Linked DNA regions of Mus musculus: regions 2, 3, 4 and 5 are each linked to region 1. Evidence: chromatin contacts called from public promoter capture Hi-C data. All regions are on one chromosome and are shown on one strand. The core of a region is the stretch at or near the end of the contact, and the rest is flanking DNA. Distances in the headings are between cores, read along the strand shown. Region 1 holds the start of AI987944 (expressed sequence AI987944). Region 2 holds the start of Ctu1 (cytosolic thiouridylase subunit 1). Region 3 holds the start of Zfp719 (zinc finger protein 719). Region 4 holds the start of Zfp658 (zinc finger protein 658). Region 5 holds the start of Siglecg (sialic acid binding Ig-like lectin G).

The links. Promoter capture Hi-C pulls out the DNA fragments that hold promoters and counts their contacts.
Region 2: a contact with region 1 is called in a promoter capture Hi-C map of liver, with 2.9 times the contacts expected there. The contact joins the promoter of Ctu1 here to the promoter of AI987944 in region 1. A contact is called at or near these places in 2 of 39 promoter capture datasets (liver and pre-B cells) and 1 of 9 other capture datasets (adipose tissue).
Region 3: a contact with region 1 is called in a promoter capture Hi-C map of the HPC-7 cell line. The contact joins the promoter of Zfp719 here to the promoter of AI987944 in region 1. A contact is called at or near these places in 4 of 39 promoter capture datasets (the HPC-7 cell line, cranial neural crest, hippocampal neurons and 1 more).
Region 4: a contact with region 1 is called in a promoter capture Hi-C map of pre-B cells, with 3 times the contacts expected there. The contact joins the promoter of Zfp658 here to the promoter of AI987944 in region 1. A contact is called at or near these places in 6 of 39 promoter capture datasets (the C10 cell line, the HPC-7 cell line, cranial neural crest and 3 more) and 1 of 115 datasets of contacts at active chromatin or transcription factors (astrocytes).
Region 5: a promoter capture Hi-C map of the C10 cell line shows a contact between it and region 1, with 7 times the contacts expected there. The contact joins the promoter of Siglecg here to the promoter of AI987944 in region 1. A contact is called at or near these places in 4 of 39 promoter capture datasets (the C10 cell line, cranial neural crest, hippocampal neurons and 1 more).

What each region holds. Positions count from the first base shown.
Region 1 is chr7:41,391,911-41,394,809 of GRCm38.p6, forward strand. It overlaps AI987944 (expressed sequence AI987944), which reads right to left and starts at 1,469. Exons shown (of 5, transcript NM_001199330.1): 1 at 1,317-1,469. Gm17102 (predicted gene 17102) reads left to right here and starts at 1,788. Exons shown (of 2, transcript NR_166533.1): 1 at 1,788-2,110.
Region 2 is chr7:43,670,541-43,673,439 of GRCm38.p6, forward strand. Ctu1 (cytosolic thiouridylase subunit 1) reads left to right here and starts at 1,491. Exons shown (of 3, transcript NM_145582.1): 1 at 1,491-1,535. It also overlaps a transcript of Siglece not described here.
Region 3 is chr7:43,578,039-43,580,937 of GRCm38.p6, forward strand. It overlaps Zfp719 (zinc finger protein 719), which reads left to right and starts at 1,548. Exons shown (of 4, transcript NM_172482.1): 1 at 1,548-1,728.
Region 4 is chr7:43,560,942-43,563,840 of GRCm38.p6, forward strand. It overlaps Zfp658 (zinc finger protein 658), which reads left to right and starts at 1,429. Exons shown (of 5, transcript NM_001008549.2): 1 at 1,429-1,480.
Region 5 is chr7:43,406,801-43,409,699 of GRCm38.p6, forward strand. Siglecg (sialic acid binding Ig-like lectin G) reads left to right here and starts at 1,480. Exons shown (of 12, transcript NM_172900.3): 1 at 1,480-1,570; 2 at 1,706-1,799; 3 at 1,931-2,308; 4 at 2,443-2,721. The coding sequence starts at 1,760.

The DNA of each region.
Region 1 (2,899 bases), core at 219-2,718:
TAGCCAGTACAAGACCCATCAGTGCCCCCAGGAACTAAACCACCAACCAAAGAGTATATATGAGTGGGTTCATGGCTCCTGCTACATATGTAGCAGTAGCAGAGGACTGCCTTAACTAACATCAATGGGAGGGGAGGAGCTTGGTCTTGTGGAAGCTTGTTGCCCCCCTGGGGGTAGGGGGGGATGCTAGAAGGGTGAGGCAGGAGTGGGTGAGTGGGTAGGAACCCTCATAGAGGCAAAGGGGAGGGGATGGGATGGAGGTTGTGGAGGGGAGACCAGGAAGGGACAACATTTGAATGTAAATAAGTAAAATAATTACTACTAATAATAAAGACAAAGGAAGAAAAAAAGGAAAAAGAAAAAGAAAAGTTCTATTTTACTCTCAATACATGAGGGCCTACCTGGCTCTGTCAAGCATGTTCCTGGGTTTGAGAAAGAGCTATGCCATTTTCTATACATAAGGGCCTCACAGAAAGCCTTGCTTGATCAAGCCAGTCCTGGACCCAACAGTGTTTTCCCTTTTCAAAGAGTTGCCAGCCGGTGTTCTCCTGCGAATATGGCAGAACTATGCTTTTTCTCAAGAAGAAAACTAGCAGCACTTTGTGATAAACAGCCTTTAATGTTGATTGGGACTCTATAACGCTCCCTTGAGCAGCCAGTTCTTTGCTATGAGGATGGCCCTAGTGGCTGGTTGTCAATCAGAGTAGCCTCCTTTGTTAAGCACTGGAGCACTTTTCTGGACAATCCTAGTGAACAAATATATCTATCCTAGCATCCTGATCTCTAACGGGTCTGGTTAGCACACTACTTATCTGTAGGGTGTCTCAGAGGCATTCCTCCCTCAGCTAAACTCTACTTGCTGTCGCTTAACTATCTCCTAAGCATTGGTAAATCCTTTAACATCATCAATTCTACTCTTCTACACCACAGTTTGATATGGGAGTGCTACCCAACATGAGATGCCTTTTATAACTTCTACAGAATTAACTCCAAATAGGTCTTACAGCTAAATGTTAAATGATGGGGGAGTTAACTTTTAGAAGTAGAGAAACTAGGCCTCTCTGAGTTTGACATCCTGCTAAGGATGTTTCCACACACAAGTCTCTGAGCCAGATGCTTTGAGCAGATGCCGCCCTCATAGTGAAGTTATTCACAGCCCACCGCTGGGTTCAGGGAATGACTAGGACAAAAAGGGAAGTAACAGGTGGTCAGATCTGGCCACACTTACCACCCAGACCCAGGGACAAGCCACCATACCAACTTCTGCTACACAACTGCCTGCTCCTTCCCTCTGTGGGCAGTGGCTCTGCACTCACCATGTCGCGAATTAGCAACTTGCTAGAGCTTCCCTCACAGCACCCAGCAGCAGCGCTTAGAGAAAAACAATCAGAACTTTTCCAGCAGGGTCCGTTATAGAGCTGAAACTGCCGCAAGGAACCCGGAAGGTCCCGCCTTCTCTCCTGACTGACAAATCCACCCCAAGGCTCCGATTGGTCACTAAGTCTTGCGTAACATGAACAGCTCCACCTCAAGGTTCTGATTGGCCATTAAACCTCCCTTAGGGTTAGAATGTGCAGATGGGACTCCGCTTGGTTGCTGGCCTGGTCTTCCACTACAGTATCATTCTTTCTGCAGATACACAGAGATTTGAATTTCAGTAGCGCTTGTGCCTGTTTTCCAAAAGCATACCCGTCTGTCTTCCCATCCAGCTCTGGGGAGAACCCACCGCGTCAGCTCGGGCTGCTCCTCCCCTTTGTAGGAATTGACCCTGCCCTCCCTAGCTCTCTAAATCGGGAAATCTGGAGCTTGCTTGAACTACCTTTGCTTTATTCATTAGGCACTTCCCTTTCTTCCTCCGGAAATGAAGGTGGATATGTAATGGAAATCAAGCTTGCGTATGTAATTGCCAAAATTAGCCTGTAAGCGTTACCGGCCCAGGAGCCAGGTAACTTCTAGCGATTCTGGGAATTGTAGTTTTTTTTTCTAAGTAACCCTCGTGAGAAAGTGCGGTGGCCAAATTGATTATCTGTATAAACCCCTACAATATGTGACCGGGGGCTATTCCGGCTGGGAAATTCTGCGGATATTTCTGACCCAGGTCCATCTCTTGGTCAGTACCTAATATTTAATAAACTGTTGCTTTTAATTTGGACCGAAATGGTGGTGGGGGGGGGGGAGGAGGAGGAGGGGGGGGGGAGGAGGAGGAGGAGGATGAGGAGGAGGGGAGGAGGAGGAGGAGGAGGAGGAGGAGGAGGAGGAGGAGGAGGAGGAGGAGGAGGAGGAGGAGGAGGAGGAGGAGGAGGAGGAGGAGGAAGAGAAAAAGCCCCAAATTCTCTTTTCATCCCGGATAATGGAGGGGTGGGCTGACCCAGCTGTGTCTAGGGTCTCCAGGAAATGCATTCCCTCTGCAGAATCCCAAGGTGAATGGCAGACTCTAAACAGTAAGCTTCCTGTTGGTTCCTGGATTATGGTTAAGAGATACCCTGTCTGATAAACAGGGTGAAATTGATGGGGTTTGTACACCCCATTCGGGCAATTGGGAGACGCCTATTTTTTTATTTTACTTTTTTATTCTTTATTTTTATGTATTTATTTATTGAGTAATTTCTGCGTAGTTGGAAGTTCATCCAAGGCCATCAGTTATTTTCTGATCCGTTATTTGCCTTGGAGCCTTGGAAATGCCATCTACTGACGCTGGGTGACAGAAACTGCAGTGGCCCAGTATGTGGCAACTTCACCTGGGTTCCAACGCCTAGGCTGTTCAACAAAGCAATTTCCAGAGGATACCAGGCAGTCCAGGGATTATACAAGAAATCAGTTGAAACACAATCCTATTGGTAAAATTGTCATAATCAGTCTGGTGAAACCTCTGTGCGACACCAATTCAGTCTTTACTGTT
Region 2 (2,899 bases), core at 241-2,740, 2.3 Mb after region 1:
ATTCTGGGGCTATAGCTCAGTATTAGAGTGCTTACCTAATACCAATACTGAGGAGTTGGGGCATGGCTCACTATTAAAACCTCTGCCTAGAGTTTCTCCAATGAGGTGCTGGGAATATACCTAGCTTAGTAATAGAGCATCCACTTAGAATCCCCTAATGAGAGGCTAGGGTGTGGCACAGTGTTAAAACCCCTGCCTAGAATTTCCCAGTAAGTTCCTGGGTAGTAAGTGGCTCAATAATCGAGTCCCTACCTAGAATCCCCTAGTGAGGGGCTGGAGTGTGGTTCGTCGGTAGAAAGCTGTCTGAAACTGGAGAATGATCCACAGTAGGAATGCTTTTCATTTCAAGTGCATAAACAGCAAACTGCAGAAAGATAATGGGGCACCAGGTCAGACATGAAACAAACATCCAGTAGAAACAGACTGGGGAAGCTGGGAACCACACACAGTCTGCAGGAGGCTGAAGAAGAGGATCCCAGGAAGACAGACTCCCAACTAACCATTCCCACCACAGATGTCCTATGGGATGAGAAGTAGCAGAGGTCTCTGGGAATGGGTCCCATCCTATCTGTGTTCAAGGATACACTATTTTTCTTCTAAGAACTTACTCTCCTGTTCTTAAGGAAGTAGCGTTTCCACTTTATTTGGCTGTTCTCTTTCACTTTCTCACAGGACCAGGAAGCCGGCTGGTGACTGAGGAAGCGGTCTTGGAGAACGCTTTAAGACAAAATGCTTGGGTCTAAAGTCGGGCTGGGACGCCAGGTTCCCGGTGACCTTAAACAGTACAAGACGACAATTTACTGATGTGTATTACAATAGCTTACATAGCTGTGTGTCATCTGGACTCCTTCCACCTTTGTGAGAAAGGAAGGAAGGAAGGAAGGAAGGAAGGAAGGAAGGAAGGAAGGAAGGAAGGAAGGAAGACAGAAAGGGGCAAGATTGCATACACCTTTTATCTTAGCACTCTGGAGGCAGATGCAGGTGGGTCTCTGAGTTCAAGGCCAGCCTGGTCTATATGGCTAGTTCCTCCAGGACAGCCTAGGCTACATGGTAAGATCCTGGGGAGAGAATCAAAGAAAGAGAGAGCAAGGGAGAGAGACACAGAGAAGAGGGAGGGGGAAACAGTAACAGAGACTGAGAAGCAAGCAAGTAGCAGAAGTATATGATAGTCCACAAAACTAGGAAATTATACTGCAGCCATTCTGATTTCAACCACTTCTGATTTCAACTTCCCTTCTGGTGACCTCGCGTTGCCGGACAACATCAGGATTCTGGGCTCGGTTCCCAGGCCCTGGTGTGCGCCCTACAGAGTCGGCCCGTGGGGAGGCATTTGGCAGAAGGAAAGCTGTACTCTCAAGTGTTTCTGGGAATTGGAGTCCAAGCTGCTGTAGAGTTACAGGCCCGCGTCTGGAGCTGTTGCATTCTGGAAGTCGTAGGCAAAGCAGTTCAAGGCCTTATGGGAATTGTAGTCCCAGGGCATTTTTCCGCTCCAGGCTTCCGCGTGGCAGGCAGAGTACTCAGCTCGTTCCACTCAGGTTAGTGTTCCTCTTCCTCCGGTTCCTACGGGCTTGGGGCCATGGTGCCACGGGAGAGCTGAAGGTCTTTCTAGAGATTTGGCACTCGCTTTTATGATTGTCAACTCGCGTTCTGGCCAGGATCTCCTAGTCTGGTCTCTTGCCAGGCCGCTTTGTTCATTTGGTGGTAACAGATCATCTGCCTTCTCTTGCCCCTGTTAAATATGTTCTGGTGACGCCTCTTCTGCCCTTTAGGAGAGTTGGCCACCCGGAGGCACCCCTGAAATTTGTTTTGTAGATCAGGCTAGCCTGGAACTTGCAGAAATTCAACTGCCACTTCCTCTTGAGTGTTGGGATTAAAGGCGTGCACCACCACGCCTGTTATTACCTCGGGGGTTTGCCGCCAGTCTGTACACAATTCTTTCCCCCATCATCCCAGATACTTACTTAATTAGCATAAGCCCTGTTCGCTCCGTCAGCTAAAGACTACTGATATATCTATCAACCAGGTTCCCTCCATGATCTCAGGGCTACTACTGATGTGGTATCCCCCTTTTCTGTTTCTGCGTGTGTCTGTAAGCTACTCCTTACAATAGCAACCCCCTCACAGGATTAGATGACTGAGAACAGAGAGTGTATTTACACGCCATTCTGCATAAATGCGGGGGTAGAAGGTGGTGGGCACTCTCAGGAGACAGATAAGCCAGGCAGAAGGGACAGATTTGGGGAGCACTTGAAAGGTGCCCTGCAAGGATCCTAAGTGGGTCGTTAGGAGGTCAAGCCTGGAGGCACCTCTGAGCCTGATGATTCTAGGGCTTGCTGGGCAGGGCGTGAGGAGAAGTGAGGAGAGACTGGTGTGAACCTAATCCGGGCGAGAGGAAGGGGAGAAACAAAGGCTGAGGAGGATAGTTCAAGGGGCAGTGCTCAGCCAGGAGAGTTAGGGGAGTCTTGAGGGCTGCTTGCTGGGTTCAGTGATCAGAAAGAACTCTTTGGGCCAGAGGAAAGGAGTGTTCCTGGGATACTTGAGAGCATTCTGGAAAGGAGCCACGGGGCCTCCCAAGCATCATTCACGGACCTGTCAAAAAGGTAACTGGGCTGGATCTGCAGGTTGTTATATGCAAATTGTCGTGAAGGAGGGGAGGCCAAGGCAGAGACCAGTGACCCAGACAAGCAGGCTGTGCCAGTGTTCTGAGTTGTGCAGGATAATCAAACAATGAGGGTCACCTTAGAATGTAATCGGGCTCCAAGGCAGCAAGGAGGTCCAGCCTCAATGAACTGAACGTCAGGCTCTTTCTTTTTATTTAGCGTTTACTTTAGGTTGTGTCTCCTTTAGGACAGGTACTTCTGGGCAGCAGAAAAACTTTTAAAATAAAATAAGAATTAGG
Region 3 (2,899 bases), core at 298-2,797, 2.2 Mb after region 1:
CAGGGGGATTTCTGAGTTCGAGGCCAGCCTGGTCTACAAAGTGAGTTCCAGGACAGCCAAGGCTACATACCCTGTCTCGAAACAAAACAAAACAAAACAAAACAAAACAAAACAAAACAAAACAAAAAGAAATTCCGGAAGAACACGTTGGTGCCTAACTTATCATAATTTTGCTCTGTGGTGATGGATGGCTGAGTCCACTCTTTTGGGACTCCTGAGGTGTATCTTTGATGATGAAACTGTTTCCTAAATCATTATTCCTGTAGTCTGTTCTCAGTGGGAAGCTCTAGACTATGTGTGAACTGGGCATGATTGCACATTGTTGTAATCCTAGAACTTCCCTGGTATAGACAAGATCAGAGTAACTTCAAGGCCAGCCTGGTCTACATAGTTCCAGACCAGTGGTTCTCAACCTTTCTAATATTTTTCATTGCTACTTCATAACTGTAATTTTGCTACTGTTATGAATCATGATGTAAATATTTTTGGAGATAGAGGTTTGTCAAAGGGGTCATAACCCACAGGTTGAGAACCACTGTTCTAGACTGTCCAGGGCTAGAATGTGTTTAATATGGAGATAACTCACACAATTTTATACTTTATTCTTATAATGTACATTAGGTCTACTAATTTATTCACTACAGTGCTAGGTGTTTTTCCCATTTGACTAGTGTCCCTGTTTATCATTATTTCCACTGCCCACCTAGTTCTACATTATTTCTATTATGCGATTTAGAAGACATTTTACTTCTAAGTAAGAACAGGTTTCTATCCTCTGGGAACCGTGAGATGCCTCAGTATGACGTAAATGATGGCTTATCTCAGTTTCTCACCGTTGGTGTTCCATATGACTTACCTCCTGTTTCCTAATAACCCCACATAGTTTTCAATTTTTGAAAAATTAGAAAAGGCCAGTGTGGTGATACACATCTTTAATCCCAGCACTCGGGAAACAGAGGCCATGAGATGTCTGAGAGTCCAAGGCCAGAATGACCTTCATGTCCGGTTCCAAGCCAGTCAGACCAATATAGTGAGGTCATCTCAAAAATAAGAACTTCTTTCAATTCTGGTGAAAATCAAGAGAAAGTTGAAGAAAAAGAGAAACAGATTAAAAGCACTTGTTGCTCTTGCAGCTGTCCTGGATGCTATAAACTCAACATGCAGGCAAAAATACATAAAGTAAATCTAATAAAATACAGGGGAAAAAAAGGTACATTTAGGAAGATGTAATGTTACAGTGTCTTAGAATTATATACACATACAAGACGTTAATAAATCCCCTAAGCATGTGAGACAGCCTTGGACTTTCACCTATCACATTCTTGTCGGCTGTATGGAACCGTTGCGCTTTGATGCTTGCCTCTGTGTCACGGGAGTGTGGGTTCAGCCATGGCACTTTCTAGGAAGAAGTTAAAAAAAAAAAAAAAAAAATCAGAAACCACCAGATGAGCCATAATAAGTACTGGCAAGACAGACTTCCGCCAGTGGTGGTGCGCATGCGCGCCACCCAGGGCTACGTGGTAGTGAACTGAGGGAACCCTTATTCAAATCGGAAGTGGCCTAGAGTGATCACATCCGCTCAGATCTTAAAGTAGTTCGCCTCTCCTGTCGTTGCCAGGGTAGCGTGGGTGTTTGGAATCCGAACCCATGGAATTGTGGGTGTCTGTGGGCGGAAGTCTCGCAGTCCTGGCGTGCCGTGTGCAGAGCTTCTCTAAGGTGTAATGTGAGGTGAGTGGATGTGGAGCAGAGGACGCTGTGCTGCTGAGCGCCGGTTTGTGCTGAGTGATGGTTGAATCGGCCCCAGGGGGGGATGAGGTGGATAAAGTGGGGGTCGTTCGGTTCTCTTTCATTCTGTTCCTGCGGGTTTTCCGCGTCTGTATTTTGTCACTTCCCAGTATGCTGTCCTGTGGGATTTCCCACCGTCGTCCGTGAAAATTACCATGTGAGGGCATTCGGGGCAGGACTCAGTGAGTGGGCGCTGCAGCATCCGGGAGCTTCAGGGCGAGGACCTTGAGATGGCTTGTGATCCGCTCAGTCTGTGATTGGCTTAGGAGTCAGGCGATGGAGCTTGAGGCCAGTGTAGGGTGCTTTGTGAGGGCGACCGCGTCGCTTTCTGGGCTGTTTGAGTAGCTGGTAACTGGAGCCCTGGCTCCTGGTCAAACACTGGCCTTCGAGAGGAGATAAACTCCAAAGAGTAAGAGAAAACGGGGAAATGAATTTATTTACGTTTGGTCCAAACTGGAGACCCAGTGCCCTCCATCTCTGTCAGCCTAAGCAGTATTAGCAATAGAAGGCACTGCCTAGAAGCCAGGAGATGTGTTTAGGTATATTTAATGTGGTCACAGTTATCTAAGCGGGGACATAGCCTTGGGGCTGCCCTTAGGTGTTCTGGATATTTCCTTTCCCCCGTATGCAACTGAAGACAGAAGAAAGATTTAAGAAAAAACTAGTCATTTCAGTTACAATTGAAAGTTTACATAAATACTGCAGTCCTTTGCTGATGTGAGGTCTGATCGGAGGTTTGACTTGTGCCTGGGATCTGTGAATTTGGCAAGGATTGGTAATTGGCAGTTACGCAGAAAGGTGCTGCTGTAAAAAGATTGTAAGGCAGAAGCCTGGGTTCCTGCATCCAAACAGGCAAGGGCCAGCCTCATCCAGTCTGCCTACTGAAGAGACCAGTGAGGAGGAAAGGCAGGAGAGTGGAGATGTGGGTCAGCAGTGTTGGGTTCCCAGCACCCACACCACATGGTGCCTTGGAACTGCCTGGTGGGACGATTCCAGGGGATCCGTGTTCCCTTCTGGCCTCCCAGCTAATGGTGCACAGACAAAGACAGACAAAACACCCACACACGTTTCATTTTTAAATGTTTGAATAGTAAGAATAAATCTTTAAAAAAAA
Region 4 (2,899 bases), core at 179-2,678, 2.2 Mb after region 1:
GCACAAAGAAGGAGAGGCATACAGTTTCAGCTTCTTTTGTGCTTCATCACCTCCACAGGGCAAGTGCTCCATCTTCCTGGTGGACTGACTGTGACTCAGGCTGCAAGACAGATGGGCACTGTACCACATTTACAGCCTAGAGAGGTCATAAGCATAAGGAGAGAGCCTGTGGAAGAGCAAGGTGGTGCCCGGGAGGCAATAAGTGCGTGTGGGTATCAATCATATGCTAAGATGTAGCAGAGAATCGATCAGAAGTTGATATTTGCATATTAACTTTTATGTGGTTTAATATAATTTGGCATGTGGTGATGGGTGGCTGAGACTACTTTTTGGGACCCCCGGAGCTGTATCTTTGGACACAAAACCCTGGTCACAAGAGCACCAGTACTATAATTTGTTCTCAAGACAATCAAAATCATATGTGAAGCTAGGCATGATGGCATATCCCCCCCACCCCCCAGCCCTGGAAAGCAGAAGCAGGGGATCATACCATGTTCAATGCTATACTCTTGTCTACACAGAACTAGAGAACGCTAACCTGAGATACTGCACACAATCGTTCATTTTGTTCAGATATTCGACTTTGGCCTATGGATTTATTCCCTCTACTGTACTGCACGTTTTCGTCATCAATTGATCTCTCACCATTTATCATTATCTCCCTCTCCACCTTCCTCTACACTATTTCTTATATATGCAAAACACACAATAAATAATGAAGAATTAAAATAAAAACACTTGTCATTGACAACAGATTTTCTCCACCTCTGGTCCCCATGAAAAGCCTCAGTGTCACATTTATTTCAGACCTTCATCTTTAAAGATTCCACATGGCTTCAATTCCCATTTCCCAACAAACCTAGTTTTTTTTTTCTTTATATTTATTAATTTATTTTTTATTTACTTCTTAGTTTAGAGGAAAAAAATCTTTTAAGTCCCTGAGAATATACAGAAAAAAAAATGGTATTTTTAGTAATATGCAGCATCCCGGTCTCTTGGAAATAACTGATATACACGTATAGGTAGGAAGTAAAATCCCCTGAAAATATGAGACAGCCTTGGACTTTCACTGTGTCACAGTCCACAAGCTTTGCCTGCTTATGTGCACACTGTGATGGTGGTCCCTGTATCATTGTATTGTGGGAGTGGCCATGACAGCTCCTAAAGGAACAGAAACTACAGGAAGATCCAAGTGAAGTATTGGCAAGTTGTAGCGTCACAAATAGTAGCGCGCATGCGCTTCGCCAGCCTCCACAAGGGGAAAAAAGGGGGTGTGGGAGGGTGGCGAAGAACACTGATTCGCAGTAAACGGAAGTGGTCTCGAGCGGTCATATCCGCTTAAATCTCCGCGCAGATCAGTTCTGTTATTGTTGCCCGCACTCCAGGAGAGTTTGGATTCTAACACTGAGGGCCCGGGGGCGGAAGTCGCAGGGAGGGACACTGCGCGTCCTGTGCAGAGTTCTCTGCATTGTTGTGAGAGGTGAGCGGCAGGGGCGCAGGGAGGATGCTGTGCTGTTGAGCGCTGATTTGTGTTGAGTGACAGCTGACACAGCTACTGGAGGGATGCCCTGGTTGAGCTGGGGTGGGAATCCTATGGGAGTTGGGAGAGCAGGGTTGCTGAGAGAGACAGACAGTGCAGCCAGCTACCGCAAGCCTGGGGCTAGCGTCTCTGAGGGCGATCGCGCTGCTTTCTAGTAGTAGCCTGCGAGAAGAGAACAGGCAGATACAAATGGAAAATGAGATTATTTGTGGTTTGGGCTTAATTTGGGAAAGCCAGCCATTCTCGGTCAGCCTGTGGCTTCTGCCTGCGGAACTAATACTAAGAACACGTGGAACAAAAGCCAGGGGATTTGCATATGCAAAGAGGGCACAGGCATCGGAGCTGCAAGTTGAGCCTTTGTGCAGGTAGCAAGGCTTGTAAAACAGGACCTTTTCGTTCCCAGCATGTAGTCTCCTGTAGAGAGCTAGCGCTGCAAAGCAAACGTTTAAAAGGCAAATCCTAATCCCCGGGCCGTTTTATGTGAGGGCTGGGACATGAGGCGGGTCAATGCTGCCTCTGCTGAGACCATATGGTCACAATAAGAGTCAGTGATTGGCACTTGAGCAGAAGGACCCTGTGTCCTTATTGGAGGTTGTATGTTCCTTGGGTATCACTATTGAGTTTATTGAAGATTCTCTGGAAACTAGTAAATTGTCATCTTGGCTGCCAAAGTAATAACGTTCTGGGGAACTAGGTATGCCCATTTTAACCCCGTGGTTAAATTAATCCTGTGGTCAGTCCACTTATCAGAGGTTACTTAAAGTCCAGAATGACAGTGAATATGTCCTGTGTACCATAAAAACATTGTGGACAAGGGAGAAATGTTTTGTGTCGAGGGCCTGGTGTTTATGTGCAGGGTTTCCAAGTCAGGGAAGGGATTGAGCCATTGAATTTAAGGAAGAGAAACAGGATGTCAATGTGGGCATAGATGAAAACGAAAATGTCTAGACAGGCACAGAGAGCCAGGAGTGGCCATCACCACACCACACTGCACCACATCTCTGCTCTCAGAAGGAGAAAGGGTTCTGGGTGCTGGGCACACAGAGACCGCCCGAGATCATGGGCACTGGGTGTGGTTTAGAGTAGGGAAGGAACGGGACTGGTCCTGCTCTTCCTCTTAGGGTGTGTTCTGGAACAGCCCATAAGCTTAGTTGTCATTTCTGAGAGAGAAATGGTTGTATCAATGCTGGTGGCATGCTTAAAAGAGCTCTCGTGAGAGCTGGGCACAATGGCGCACACCTTTAGTCCCAGCACTCAGGAAGCAGAGAGCCGCAGGCCAGCTACAGCAACACAGTGAGGCCATGTCTCAAAAAGTTGGGGACTGGGGAGGGCTGTGTCTGAACAGCTTAGCAAAGCTCA
Region 5 (2,899 bases), core at 230-2,729, 2.0 Mb after region 1:
ACGCCTTTAATCCCAGCACTTGGGAGGCAGAGACAGGCGGATTTCTGAGTTCGAGGCCAGCCTGGTCTACAAAGTGAGCTCCAGGACAGCTAGGGCTATACAGAGAAACCCTGTCTCAAAAAAACCAAAAAAAAAAAAAAAAAAAGAAGCACCACAGTGAGTCAAGCTTCAAACACAGGAGCCTGTGGGAAACTTGAAGACAGACACACAGACACACCCACAGACAGACAGACACACACACACACACACACACATACACATACAGACACACACATACACATACAGACACACACAGACACATACAGACACACACAGACACACACACAGACACACATACAGACACACATACAGACACGTACACACAGACACACACACATACACATACAGACACAGACACGTACACACAGACACACACACACAGACACACACACAGACACACAGACACACAGACACACAGACACATACACACAGACACACACAGACAGACACACAGACACATACACACAGACACACAGACACATACACACAGACACACACAGACAGACACACAGACACATACACACAGACACACAGACACATACACACAGACACATACACACAGACACACAGACACACAGACACATACACACAGACACATACACACAGACACATACACACAGACACATACACACAGACACAGACAGACAGACACACACACACACATACACACAGACACATACACACAGACACACACAGACAGACAGACACACAGACACATACACACAGACAGACACACAGACACATACACACAGACACACACAGACAGACAGACACACACACAGACACACAGACACATACACACAGACACACACAGACAGACAGACACACACACATACACACCTTGCACCCTTTAGGTTGCTTGGTTCCTAGTAACATCGTCAGCCCCAGATATGGGAAACCTCATCAACGCATAAATTACAAGTGGGAAATTCAGTTCTCTGACTGAAGAGGAAGGACAAGCGGGGAACTGTGTTGAATTGTATTGAAGCCTGTGGGTACTTTTAGAGTTCAAAGTGTCAGTAGCTCACAAGGGAGGATGAAGGGGTAGAAGACCAGTCTATATTTTTCTGATTTAGCATGAAGCAAAGAAAAAAAAAAAGCATAGTGAGAAATATCCAGTTACATTTGAACATCATACAAACCAAGCTTTTTCATCTTTTCCTCCTCCTTTTCTTTCCCCCCTCTTCTTCCTCCTCTTCTAAGTGTAAATAGTACTCACAAAGTATTTGAGACATTTCATACCAAGAAATATAGTGACTACCTATTTGTTTTTAAATTTGAACATCAGCCAGGAGGTCTCGCTCTCCTGCACTCACCAGGACTCACTTCAAGAAGCACCACCCAAAACTCTTACTTCTGCTTTCTTACTGACCTAGCATCTAAAGAAAAGCCCCAACCTATATTCACCCACAGCAAGGTCCCCAGGCCAGGCATAGCTCTGTTCCCTCCCTCCCAGCCACTAGAGAGGGCTGGGAAGGATCAGTTGCAAATGTCCAAGGGCCAAATGCTCCATAAAACATGGAGTAGGCAGGTGGGTATGGGGGAGAAGGGAGTGGAGGGAAAGGGAGATGCAATGGGCTCGAAACTTGCAGTTTGTCTTGCACCGGTACCCAGGGCTCAGCTTCCGCCTACATTTCCCCTCCTCTCTCACTCCAATCAAACACAGACCAGCTGAGAAGGAGGCCAACTTGTGCAAGTCCAAGATCCCCCTAAGGCCACGATGTCACTGCTGCTGTTCCTGCTGTCCTTCCTGTTGGATGGTGAGTGGGTCCAAGGCCAGAGTGGCTCAAATTGGGGCTGGGGCTGGGGCTGGGGCTGGGGCTGGGGCTGGGGCTGGGGCTGGGGCTGGGGCTGGGGCTGGGGCTAAAGCTTATGCCTCTGTCTCCGACAGGGCCTCAAGGTCAGATGGAGAGCTACTTCCTACAGGTGCAGAGAATTGTGAAGGCACAGGAGGGTCTGTGCATCTTCGTGCCCTGCTCCTTCTCCTCCCCTGAGGGAAAATGGCTTAACCGTTCCCCACTTTATGGCTACTGGTTCAAAGGCATCAGAAAACCATCACTTTCATTTCCAGTGGCCACAAATAACAAAGATAAAGTGTTAGAATGGGAAGCCCGAGGGCGCTTCCAGCTCTTGGGGGATATCTCTAAAAAGAACTGTTCCTTGCTAATCAAAGATGTTCAGTGGGGAGACTCAACAAACTATTTCTTCCGGATGGAGAGAGGATTTGAGAGATTCAGTTTCAAGGAGGAGTTCAGGCTACAAGTGGAAGGTAAGAGTTGTAGACATAGCAGGGAACCTTGGTCTCTCACTGGGGGAGGGACAGTGGAAGATAAACTGTGATGCAAAGAAGACTACTTCTGGGAGGAGCCGCTGGAGTCACAGGATTGGTATCCTCTCCCTTAGCCCTGACTCAGAAGCCAGATATCTTCATTCCTGAGGTCCTGGAGCCTGGGGAGCCAGTGACCGTTGTCTGCTTGTTTTCCTGGACCTTCAACCAATGCCCAGCTCCTTCTTTCTCCTGGATGGGGGATGCTGTCTCCTTCCAAGAAAGCAGACCGCACACATCCAATTACTCAGTTCTGAGCTTTATCCCAGGACTTCAACACCATGATACTGAGCTCACATGTCAGCTGGACTTCTCTAGAATGAGCACACAAAGGACTGTCCGACTAAGAGTGGCCTGTGAGTATGGTATGGTGCTTTGGGCTGTCCTGGTGGTAGGAGGTAGAGAATTCCCCAACTCCATGCTCAGGAGGGTTCACGGAGGTGTGGTGGGGATGTCATTTAGTTGGTAGAGTGCTTGCCCAGCATGCACGAGGCCCTGGGTTCCATCCTCAGCAGCACATATACGGGAGGTGGT